Linked DNA regions of Xenopus laevis: region 2 is linked to region 1. A link is a contact called in public Hi-C data. All regions are on one chromosome and are shown on one strand. The core of a region is the stretch at or near the end of the contact, and the rest is flanking DNA. Distances in the headings are between cores, read along the strand shown. Region 1 holds the start of tsc22d3.L (TSC22 domain family member 3 L homeolog). Region 2 has its middle 91 kb from the start of LOC121396925.

Region 1 (6,336 bases), core at 2,275-4,774:
CTTACAGTAGCGGCCTCTTTGGAGCAAAAGGAAAGTGCTAAGGGCATTCTTTTCACAGCAAATAAACGACCTTAATTATGGTGCATGTAGATGTTGCACAATATTCTTTAATATAGGAGCAGTTTTTTTTTTAGCTTAGTTCCCCTTTACGTCCTTGCAGTGTGAAACTTACTTTATATGTGAAACCCAACTTATGTTAACATGTTAAATGCCCAATGAAATTAGCTATTGATGGGTGCCACAAGGATGCACCTAGGCCAATCAGATGAAAACCAACTTCGTATTTGTAAACAGTATGTGTGACTATAATGATAATAATGGCTCTGATAGGAACAGCACATGATTAACGCACAAAAAATGATTTGTTTATATATAAAAATGGTGTTTATTGCAGCTTTCCACTGAGTTATGTACAATCCAGAAAATCTCAGACAGTAATGTTAAACAGCAGAAGACATTATTCATTCCAACAACCCCTTTTATGGCCATTGCTGGGAGCTGTAGTCCTGAAGTTATTAAGAATATTACAAAAAAAAGCCCACAGTCTATTAATTTTCCCGGATTTTAAAGTGTCTTGTGTGAGTCTTTTAGGCGGCTTTCCCCACCATTGAGCTCTGGCAAAGAGACAGGAACATTTCTATTCTGCATAAGACAAAGTAAAAAAAAATAAGTCCTTGTAGCAGATTCCCAAGTCCTCAAAGAGAACATTTTGGCAAGTGCTAAATTACATACAAACTATGTAAACCTATACTAACAAGCCCTGTAGTGGGTGGGGTCTAAAGACATTGCCCACCATCACTAGTTTGGGCAGCTGTGAGCCAATATAGAACAAAGCTCCATTATGAAGCACTAAAGTGCCCAAACTATAAACGGTTACTAGAGTAACTGTTCCTTTTCATCGCTCCAAGAGGTTCACGCTCTCTGCTTCCCACCATGGTACAGTCTGAAAAAACAAAAGAGAGGGGAGTCTTCCTCTTCAACTTTGTATTCCATGGCCAGAGAACTTTGCTGAAGCAGTCTCTGGTCATCTTTAGCATGTCCCGCTGGTTGCAAGGCTTTGCTTTCCAAGCATGGTGCCAAAGGCAAGATTCATGCCTAGCCAGCTGTCTTTCTCTGGCTGGTACTCTTAGAAAAAAAAAAAGAGTCCATATCACAGCTTCTCTCACTCTTCTCTTGAAGAAAAGACTTGTGAGGAGGCCCACGCTAGCCCCGGCACATGCCAGCTTTGGCTAGTCGACGACCCTCCAAGCCGAGGTGACACTTTAAAGAGGGGGGGAAAAAAATCTCATTTTTTTCTCATATAAAGACGTCGATAGGAAAAGTTCAATGGCTCTGCCCATTCCAAAGACAGAGCCACTTAGACTGCAGAGCCGACTTGCTGAGATGATCGAAGGAAATCCAGTCTTGTCTTGACTGGTGTTTCATCTTGGGGAAGCCGAGACTGGAACTTCTTCATTTGCTCTGGACTTGCCAGGTTCTTCAGTAGATGATTCTCTTTCTCAAGCTGTGAATTCTTCTCCACCAGCTCTTTAATCTGCTCCTTCAGCACCTCGACCTCTTCTCGCACAGCGTACATGAGATGGTTCTTTACCAAATCCTGTAGGGCAAACATGGCAGACGTTAGGGAAAGGTCGAACACTGGGAAACTATCAGGCTGCAAAGGTCACATCTGTCCCTATAGAATCCCTCCTGCTGCAACTTGGGGGCACGGCAAACTAATTAGTCCTAGTTACACATTAACTTCAAGAACTATTGATTTCAGTAGCATATACGTAAAGGGGGGACATGTAAATGCAAAATGTGCTTTACTAGCCTATGCTGCATTTACATGCCCAAAGATGTACTAGTGGCAAGTCCTAATGCACTCTGCTGCCAATACACTAGATCATTTATTGAATAAAGCACAAATCCCTGCATACAGCTTATCTGTGGATCTGGGAAATGTGGTTCACAACCCACTCCTGATTGAATTCAAAGTCCTTGCACGGAAGGCTGCAGGTTCTCTTGCAAGGAAAACAATGTCATTGTGCCTAAGCTGGCATTATCCGCAGCTAGCACTGCAGTGCCGCTCCATCCAATGAGATCCCACCGGCCCACCGGGGGGAAAATCTGCCCGGCAACAGGAGATTGCAATGAAGTGCAGAGAGGTCCTGCACATATAGCACCGGCTTTAAATCATGCACTGCCTGCCTCTTTGTCCCTGATAAATGTACCACTGGATACAGGATGCCTCATTTATAATTTCTATCTTTATTTAGCCACAAATATTTTATGTTGTGCTTTTACCCTTGCACTGCAGCTATTTGCACATATGCTACATATTTAGTACAATAAAAAAAAATATGAAAAAAATAATCTGATCTGCCTGTGCCCTCCCTATCTGATTTGCCCATACCCTCTCTTCCACATGTGGGGGCATTAGATAAGAGACACTCACCATGGCTTGCTCAATCTTGTTGTCAATGGCAACGACACTGGCACCCGATGCACTGTAGAGAAAAAAAAGAAGAATCGGTTATAATCATGCAAAGTGATATAATCAAAAATACATGCAAAACCTTTCACTAGTATATTCACATGTGTATTGTAATGTATCTGGTTTCCAGGTGCACCCCTGAGGAATTGTGTTGCTCAATACAGCAAAGAAAGGGTTAAAGCCCCCCCCCCCAAGCCCAGACAATGCCTTTCTGGCCGGTGACAAACAAGAAGGAGGAAGCTGAGGCTGTTCCAGTCCAAACTGGGATTATCCTGCTGTAACCGACCAGCCGATGTCTCCAGGAAATGAGAATCCAGCATGGGCCAAACATACCCCAGCCATAATGTCAATTCTGCCTCATCTACACAATCCTGGCTGTATTTACTCACACACACACACACAGATCTGCTGCAGATAAGTCAACATGAACAGTCACAGCCATAAGTCTGTTATAGTAAGAAAACCCCTGGGCGGCATCGGGCAAAGTGAATTCTGTACAGTGCACCTTGCCATTTTGTCATTTTGTTACATGAAACAAAGCACAGAAAGCATTCTGTAACTTCACATGCACACAAAATCATCCTGCAGCCAAACCCAGTGCAAAATATTCCATTTGTCTTTTAACTAATAATCTGCAATTTTATCAATACACAAGAATTTAAAAAAATTAAAAAAATAAAAAAAAAAAATTATAAAAACTGCATTTCTGCCCCAAATTGGTTTTGCAGGGCTCTAAGTGTGCCTTAACGAGAACGCTATATGGGTATATTTACCTGTTATCCAGCTTGACAGATACCACATCAGCCCCCAGCAAGGAGGAGAAAAATGAAATGGAGAAATTGTGCAGCTCGTACACGGCCACCTCCATGGGCAATTTACACATTTCTGTGCTCATGTTTGCAGGACGGCTTCTCTGTCTAGGACCTCCAGCAAATAAATCCTGTCCTTTAAGGGACTCCTAGAAGTGGGTGCTTTGCTCTGTGTGTGTGTGAGTATATGTGAACCCGGTGCACTTCAAATTGTGCTTATATCTGACTGCTGATGCAACAAGCCACAGACTGAATGCTATTTCAGACTGCCACCTCCTTAAATAGCAGCCCAGTGACATCATATGGCGTCAGCCCCTGTATGCAAATTGGGTTGACTCTGCGATTCCCCATCCCCCTACAGGCTAAAGCTCTCAGCTCATAAACAAGCCCAGATTTCTGCAGGACTATTTGTGCTGGGGCTGCTGAGAAATCAGCAAAAATAATATGACTTCTGCCAGCATGCATCTATTACAGGAGGCTTTGCTGGGTTTTGGAATGCAGAAGAACTTTGCAGGTATCATGCGCATCCCTGGGCATGTCTTCATATATTACTACCCACAGCAATGATACAACTGTTATGCATGAGTGTACCCTTCATAAGCAGTGGCACCTTGCATATAATAAAAATAGCCCTGAAATACCCAGGTGAAAAGTGGGTTAAAGGGGTGCTTTCACCTTTAAGTTAACTTTTAGTTTGTTATAGAATGGTTTATTCTAAGCAACTTTTCAAGTGGTCCTAATTTTTTTTTTTTTTTATAGTTTTTGGATTATTTGTCTTCTTCTCCAGACTCCAGCTTTCAGATGAGGTTCACTGACCCCATCTAAGAAGCAAATGCTCTATAAGGTACAATATTGTTATTGCTACTTTTTGTTACCCATCTTTTCTATTCAGGCCCTCTCCTATTCATATTTCAGGTTCTTATTCAAATCAGTGTATGGCTGCTAGGGTAATATGGACCATAGCAACAACCAGTGTGCTGAAACTGCAAACTGAAGAGCTGCTGAATAAAAAGCTAAATAACTCAAAAACAGCAAATAATAAAAAGATGAACCCCAATTGCAAATTGTCTCAGAATATCACTCTTTATATCATACTAAAAATTTATTTAAAAGTGAACAACGTTTTTAATTTGCTCTAGAAACCAGGTCCCTAGAGACCACCAGTTAAAATGGTAGAGAGCCCATTGCAAGGTAAGTGGAATAGAGTGGGGAGCTGCCATATACATCACATTTTTGCAGAATTCCCTTGCTCTACAGTTTGTTATTTTGGTTGTTGCACCCAGTAATTTCGAGCCCAATTTTCTGTCAATAGTAGCTGTAAATATATGCTGAAGTAGCTCTCTGATGTGACGGTCAGAGTGAATGTCATTTGGACATTATTATTATTATTATTATTAAAGTCAAGATTTATGAGCAAGAAAAAGACAAAGCACCACTTCTCACTGCCTGTAACAACTAGATTGTCAGTTCTACTGACACAACTGCAGTATAAACCCTTGCCTTCACTTGCTCAAAGTAACAGTAACCCTAAGCAACTGTCCACATACATATTGCTTATCAAAAATATGTGTTCTTCTTTTCAAAAGTATGTGTTTTTGTTTTTCAAGTGGCTGCTTATAAATTCGCTGCACTGTTGGTTCTGCCCCCTGAAACAATGTAGCAGAAGGAGATGGAGCATCTGCTGCATTGTTGCAAGAGTCAGAATCAGAGAAATGAAAGGGAATAGCAATTCCATTTACCAATAACCCTAAACATGTTTGAAAGTGTATACTGAAAAGTTGTTTAGAATCCCATTTTCTTACATTATGCAAAAGAGATCCCATTTAAAATGCAAAAGAGAAGGTGACATATGCCTTTGATTCGACAATTCAATGCTAACTGAACTCCAGGTACAACAAGACAGTTGCTAATGCCTGTTGCAATCCTACTAAACACTGAGAGTTTCATGGTGCAAAGGAGAACTACCCCCTACCCCTAGCAACAATGTATCCAAACAATCTGCTCTGCCTACTGTAACCATGCGTATGAGGCCACTTGTTTAGGTTTAGCATTTGCATAGGTCACTATTTGCATCTCTATCCTGAATCAGTGCAGCAGCTGGGCCAGGTTTACATAGCCCTGCACAAATGAACAAAACAAGTAATTTATGATGGTAATAAAATGGACTTAGTAGGTTGCATTAATTGATGAGGTGACTGGCACGGCACCGAGTAACTGTGACGGTTTAGTTCATCCAGGTGGATGAATTTCCCTCCAGTATGGAATGGGCCATTCTAAAATAGGAACATGAGGCAGGAGTCGGAACTCCTTTAGCTTTTCCCCTGGCAGTAGGGTTGGTAATAGGGGTAAGTCTCCTTTCCATTTAGGGGATTGAGGGTTTGCTAGATAAATGGCCTGTTTGACCCTTATCAAGGACAAGAATTAAAGGACAAGAAAACAACAGTAGTGCTTTCTATAAAAATACTCTCCAACATATAGTCATGTGGGTTTTGCAACTTATTTTTTAACCCAAAAATAGCCCTGCTGGGAGTTGTGCAAAGTGAAATGTTTAGAGACCCTGAGTCTAGGATTGTCACCTAGCCGCTATATTACCGGCCTGGCCGGTAAAAATGATGGTTGATCCCAATGTTATTGGAAGGGAAAAAAGATAAATATATAGGAAGGCCGGTATTTTTTTCTCAGAAAAGGTGGAAACCCTACCTGAGCCTCCTGATTATCACTCAGCCAATACAACCCCCACCCAGAGTGCCAGCTCCCATGAACAGGGCCTCCCCCTTCACCCTAAATAATACAAGGTTTCACCATATAAACTGTCCATTATATTTCATTATACCCTATGCTGTTGCTGTGGTGATGCATAATAATAATACAAATAATAATAAATATATGTGTTATTATTGTTATTACTAAATGATGGCAGGGTATTGCACCATTTTTTGAAAACAATGAGGTGTGTGAGATTCAGCCTCCCCCACCCTTCCAACAGCACAGGACACCCGTCTCTACTTCTCCTTCCACCTTCATGCTGGTGCCTGGCACCCTCTACTGGCC
Region 2 (6,595 bases), core at 3,185-5,684, 95 kb before region 1:
GTGCGGCCCACAGAAAAGAGAAAGCAATTTCTGCCAGATGGGAATTGGTTGGACATCTATGGTACATCAGAAGTACAATAGCTGAACCTGGGTGGGACAGGTTTTTCGAATTTAGGACATTTTCCTAAAAGAAGCACAAAATAAAACATTTAAAGGCACATTCATTCTTTAAAAATGGTAGATATTTTTTCGACACTAAAGGGGTAATTTAGCATTGCTATGGATGCAACCATGCCCCTTAAGGCCCATGTGAGGAGAACGTGTGCCCTTGTCATTTGCCACTGTAAGCTATACGCTGCACCTTGTACAAGGCTAAGAATCTGCTGCAAAGTGCAGGAAAAGCTCTTTCAGCTGCAAGAGAGTTCTCTACTTAATATGATTAGCACAAACAGCAGTAAGTATAGGGATTTCCAGCACCTAGTGTCCCTCTTTGTGCCCTAGCCATGGGTGTCAGAAGAAAATTTTCAAGGGGGGGGAAGTAGACTAATATCACATAGGGTAGCATCCCACTGAAGATGAACCTATTCATGGCAATGCAGAAGCTAACCTAATTAAGGCCTGCCTTAGGGTGGGAAGTATAAATGTTTTGTGTGGTTGAGAATTACATTTAAAAACAATTTCTTGGAACTAGCTGGACACCTAGTGTGTGCTTCTGAATGATCTACAACTTAGGGGGCAATGAACATTAAAGGTGCTGATCAACTAGTGCAATGATTTGTGCCTCCATGTCCAAGCTGATGGGGCTAGGTGCAAAGTGTTTTTCACTTTGCACCTAGCCCTATCACCCTGGACATGGAGGCAGGTAAAGAGGCATAACAGGAGAACCTTCTAAATAAAACCTAATCATGCAAATTACATTAAACTATTGATAATTGTATTTTTGTCAACTCTGGACTTTATCTTGCCTGTGGTTCCTTGGCACTGGCCTTTATTATTGTTGCTTATTTGTGTAGTATTCACAGTTACCAGGTGGTTCAACATTGATGAGATAAGTACTATGAGATAAGATGACTAATAGGTATCCAAAGCTTAACATTTGCATGGAATGCCAGAGATAGTTGCTGTGAGAGGAACAAAATAAAATCAGCACTAATACCAGTAAATTACTGGCACATGCAGTACTGGCACGGAAGTATCAGTGTGCAAATGCTGTCAATTTATGCGTTTGGGTTTTGTTTTTCCCAGTGCAGTATGGTTATGAGTGCAGCTACTGGAGCACTCAACAGTTAAACCCTGGCTTCATTTAGAAACATACTGTATAGACGTGGTGTATTTATTGGGGCTTTTTAGTTGCCATCATCGACAGCCATAAGTTATAAGCCTACTCATAGATCTTTCCTACTTCGTACAATGAATTAATACCCCTAAATATAGCCATGGTCATTTGTTCACAATATATTCTCCTTTATATTGCTCACCTTTCACCTTGCTAAGTCTTGCTTTCATTTTTGGGCCTTTAGTATGAACTGAAGGAAGTGAATATATTTTTTCCTGTGGGTTTTAGGGAGAGTGTCTTGTCCTTAACATGTTAAAAATCAACTCAAAAAAATCATCTCATTATATTCTTAGGTGACTGGGGACATGCAATTAATTACTGTTTTTTCTTTTCACACAATGGGAGGAGTGTTGGGTTTGAGGATTATATTGAAATACAGGGCCAGCATCAGGAATCACAGGGCCCCCTACTAAACTAGCAGGGCCTCCCCCTTAGTGAGACCCAATTATTTAACCATTGGTCAACCAAGCCATGGTCCTTGTCAACAAGTAGGTTGGGGCCACAATGAAAAATTGAAGACCCATGGATGCATTGCCAAATTAGTGATGCTCGTTCAGGAAAATATCAACCCGGACCCAGCCCTAACCTGCAAAACCTTAAAGGACCAGTAATATCAATTTAAAAAAAAAAAAAAAAAATAGTTTTTGTATATAACGAAAAAAAACCACCAAGACATATTTAACTTTGAAATCGCAAAGTCTTTATAAACAAATAATTTACTGATACTCCGCTTGTGCTCCTCTTCAGAAAAGGCGGCAGGGCGACAATCCATCGTGCGGCACTTGAATTCTCCTGCCTGGCTATCTCCTATAGAAGGTAGGGAGGAGAAATCGAACGGCGCACGATGGATCGTTGCCCTGTCGCCTTTTCTGAAGAGGAGTGCAAGCGGAGTATCGGAAAGTTATTTGTTAATAAAGACTTTGCGATTTTAAAGTAAAATATGTCTTGGTGTTTTTTTTCGTTATATACAAACAAAATTTTTTTTTAAAAAAAATTGATGTTACTGATCCCTTAACCCGCACCTGACCCTAACCCGCAAAATGTTGCCATTGTAGGACCCATACCCGTGTCTTCTCATTCTGTATGCTACTACTGTGCGTGCCTCTGGTTCCATGACAGGGAATCTTCAGGAGCAGTGGAGGAGTGTACTTCAACAATTTGACCCTCACCCAACCTTAACCTGCAATCTATGGCCGAAATTCAATCCAAACCTACCTGACCAATTATGAACCCACGGGTCACTGTGTGTTTATCCACCCCATCAAGTCTATTATACTAGATGCACATAAATAGATTATATTCTCATTACTTCAGTCCCCACGCAATTCCGTGAATGGGAAAAATTCAAGCAGCAAATAAGTTCTTCCAGGAAAAAAAAAACAAAGAAAAAAACACTGGAAAAAATGTGATGGCTGAAAGCCATATTTTCCCATAGCATTTTCAAACAGCTGCTTCTGTTTACACTTTTTTTTTAACACAGAGGTACACGATAGCTAAAAACCAATACACAGCTAAATACACCGGTTTTTACACAGTGATGCCTGATGACATGCAGGCCTGGATTAACAATTTTTTAAGAGAAAGAAACCCCACCAAATAGTTAATACTGTATCTATACCAAGTTAACTCAAACCTTAAATTGCAGAACTGAGGTAATTAATACTGATAATAATAATTAATAAGGAGGTGCTGTCTAATAACTTAAATAAAGTGCTAGTGCAAATAAATAATGTGAAATCAATCAGCCACAAAGATTGATGATAACAAATAATTGATTACTACTGAATCAAAAGGGCACATTAACCCACCAATAGATTCCAATGCCACCCCTTAATAAATAAATTCATTCATTAATTAATAAGGTGCAATTATTAAAATAGAATTAGCAAATGAATATTGCAATTAAGTTCCACCAGTTAAGTGCAGTGCAATAAATAGGCTAAAAAATGAGACTTGGTAACTAATTAATTAGTTAAAAAGGAGTAATTAAAAATTGACCAAAAATTCGGTATGGGTTAAAAAGTCATCCGGTCACAATCCATAGATTGTGTTCATAGAAAATTGAAAATATAGAGGGTGGAGTTGTCCCTAAATCTAACTGCCTATTTTTGTTTCTAAGGCCTGGGACACCACAAAGTAAAGGCAGGACAGGGTAACCGGAGCTGTGGCCTTGTAATTTAACTTGCCCTAACAATTAAAAGAGGCTAAATAGCCCTGAAAAGCCACAAACCCATGGCCCCTTAGAACAGAAGGAGGATGGGAGAGGTGGTAAGACAAGAGGATTAGACCAGAATTCCAGCCCACATCAAATATATTATAACCAGTTTGATTCCCTAAGGGAAATATTTCTTCAGAGTCAGAATATTATCTCAGGAGACCAATCTTCAAAAGAACGCAGGCCTGGATTTGCGGCAAGGCCACAAATACCCTGGCCTAGGGCAGCTAGATTTTAAGGACGGCATGCCGCCCAGCTACATTTTAATTTTTCAGGAGCACGGGGGGTGTGCAGCTGTGTAACTCTCCTGTGTATGTAATGTCCAGTGTAATCCACCTGCATGTTGGTGGGACAGGCGCGAGGACCCTCTGGACTAGGGCACCCAAATTAGAAATCCATTTTTTGCACAATATGATAAAAAGGCCTCTAAGTATTTCCATACCATCAGTAACTTGGAATGTGAGTTGGCTGCTATGGTGTTTGTAGCTTCAGGTCTCATGCCTGGGGCTGGGGCAGGGGTTGGGACATTTGTTACAAGTGCCACACAAATTAGGCTTTGTTCCCCTTTGCAGCTCTGGTATTGCTTCATGAATTTGGCCAGCTTCAGGTACAAAGGCAGACAAATAAGTGGCAGGTGGATGCAACACATATCACTGGAGTCCCTGAAATGAAAGAGAAACTTTTAGAGCTGCTGCTGACCTGATGCAACATGAGGGCAGGGTTACATTACTAAGGACTTCCCCCAGCCACGTTCACTGTTTCCCCAGCCTGCAGAGTCAGCTGACAGCCTGTGGCACCACTCATTAGAGGGATGCGTGATTCAGACTCAGTAACCTGGGGAACTGCATGTCAACAAACAAAACGAGGCGAGGGGTTTTTCTGCCCTTTTATGGTCTATTTAAAGCAGGCGTGGGAGGAAAGCAAGGAAAGCATCAGTCAGCAGCCTTCGACTGTACATTGTGGGATTCATTAGTGACTGGATAGCACATCAATATATCAGCCAGTGCTTTCGTTGTCACAGCACAGATCATATTGTTATACAGTTACTGATATTGTATATACATTTTACTTATATACCCATGTATTGCATTGTACGGGCTGTGTTTCAGAACCCAAATATTGCAGACATGCTTGACAAAAACATTCCCTCAAAAAAATGCACGATAGCTGTAGTATGTATGTAATGACCCACAGAGCTTGCGATCAGAGTAGCACATTTATACAGCCTGTCCACCACCCCCCACATGCAAGCATACCAGCCAGTTACACAAGAGAGCCCTCATTACACGGGTGGAAATACTTGATTTCAGTAACTGATATTTGCCTGGAGTCATTATTTATTAATGTAAATGATTACCCATTTTGTCCTTTCTTGATTGGAAGGACCCATTTAACCCCATTTAACTCAGCATCACCTCTCTCAGAACTTCATTACCTGACTGCCTTTGCAGCATAAAAATCACTTCCAATGTTGATTGTGAAATCTCCTTTCCTCTAGTCAGTAGATTATCCTGTCCAATGTCCCTTTTACCCTTCTAGGAACATGGATTTCATGAGACACTGTTTGACTAGACAATAAAATCAAATCTGTCACTTGTTTCATTACTATACGTAGAATCTTGCCCACCTCCACAACTTAGGGCTCATTTACAATGCCTCGTGCAGCATGCTCCATTTTGGAGTGCAGAGACCTGCGGACTATGCCCTGAATGGAACTCTGCCTGTGTTCAAAGCATTTGGCATTCAGAAGCACAAGGTAGGAGGATGCCCTAAGGCAGGCACTAAGGACATGGCTGAGCTGCACATCCTGGAGCTGCTCTCTACTCTGCAGCAGGCAAGGGGGCACAAGTTTGTAGCAAACGGTTACTAAGGGGCAATCTTACATACCCCATCACCTTTTAGACTGTAGGCTATCTTGGTCAGGGCCTCTTTACTTCTTGGTTGTCAGCTGTATTTTTGTATATAAATCTGTGTGCTCATTACATAAACCCATTAATTATACAACACTATGCAATATTTTGGAGCTTTATAAAGATATGTTCATAAGCAATTATAGAAATAACGGAGGGCCAAAACTCACTGAATGAACTCATATATGGTCATACCCAATCAATATTAGCCATTCAGTTACAGTTTTGATATCTTGGACAGGGGGTCCCCAACCTTTTCTACCTGTGAACCACATTCAAATGTAAAAAAGAGTTGGGGGCAACACAAGCATGAATAAAGTTCCAGGGGATGCCAAATAAGGGCTGTGATTGGCTATTTGGTAGTTCCTGTGTGGACAGACAGTCTACAGGAGGCTCTATCTAAAGCAGTACACCAGGTTTTTTTGCAACTAAAAGTTGCCTGTAAGCCTGGAAGTCAATAACCGGTTTTGAGGATATTGAGAGCAACACTGATTAGGGATCATTGGTCTAGGACATCAAATTTAAAATTTAACCAAAATCTTGCTCTTGTGACATTCAAGAAAAAGGCATATCCTAATATAGAGTTAAATGGGCTTGAGGCTGCCCCCACCCCTCTAGCTATGGCTCTGAGCCCCCCCCCCTTCCCAGAGCAGCCCCACAGTCTGGGAATTACTGCTATCAGGAGACACACTTTTTATCTACATGTAGGGGGGTTATTTATCAAAGGTCGATTTGTTTTTATCCTGAAAAATTTGAGTTTCCGAGGGTAGTTTTCAGTAAAAACTCAAATTGCTGTTTTGGCCAGGGATTTGCTCACTGTTGCCGGTGGGTTTTGTAGTTCAGCAAACCTCTGAAGAGCAACAAGGTGAAAATTGCTCTTCTATACTCTTCATTATATTCACCATAAGTGTAGAGATAATCCGTGGGGTTATAAAATAAAGGGGGGATGCTGGGATATCTGCTACAAGAAGTTCCCCACTATTGTTAGATACCCAGAAGCCAGAACAGTACATTCTGTTTCAGCAAAATTTAAAGGGTGGACACTTTGCTCTCTTTATCAGTGCTATCAATACCCAGATTAAGGCTGTGGCTTTTTCTCAAAGTCCTAAAGTAAATATGTACTCAGTGTCCTCAGTTTTTGCAGACTGAGAGGAAAGAGGTTTTTCAGACTCTGAATCCTATTTTAAGCCCTAA

What was found. Hi-C and Micro-C count contacts between places; a contact is called where the count stands out from the background.
Region 2: a Hi-C map of the XL177 cell line shows a contact between it and region 1, with 2.5 times the contacts expected there. The contact joins the enhancer-like site here to the promoter of tsc22d3.L in region 1. A contact is called at or near these places in 2 of 4 Hi-C or Micro-C datasets (the XL177 cell line and the XTC cell line).

Annotation. Positions count from the first base shown.
Region 1 is chr8L:27,701,250-27,707,585 of Xenopus_laevis_v10.1, reverse strand. It overlaps tsc22d3.L (TSC22 domain family member 3 L homeolog), which reads right to left and starts at 3,524. Exons shown (of 3, transcript NM_001086817.1): 1 at 3,250-3,524; 2 at 2,438-2,489; 3 at 362-1,597. The coding sequence starts at 3,371. The coding sequence ends at 1,358.
Region 2 is chr8L:27,796,835-27,803,429 of Xenopus_laevis_v10.1, reverse strand. No RefSeq gene overlaps it. Among protein-coding and RNA genes, the nearest start is that of LOC121396925, 91 kb to the left of the region's middle. Within about 2 kb of position 4,434, at least 2 of the 7 cell types and tissues checked have an H3K27ac peak or open chromatin away from gene starts, as enhancers often do.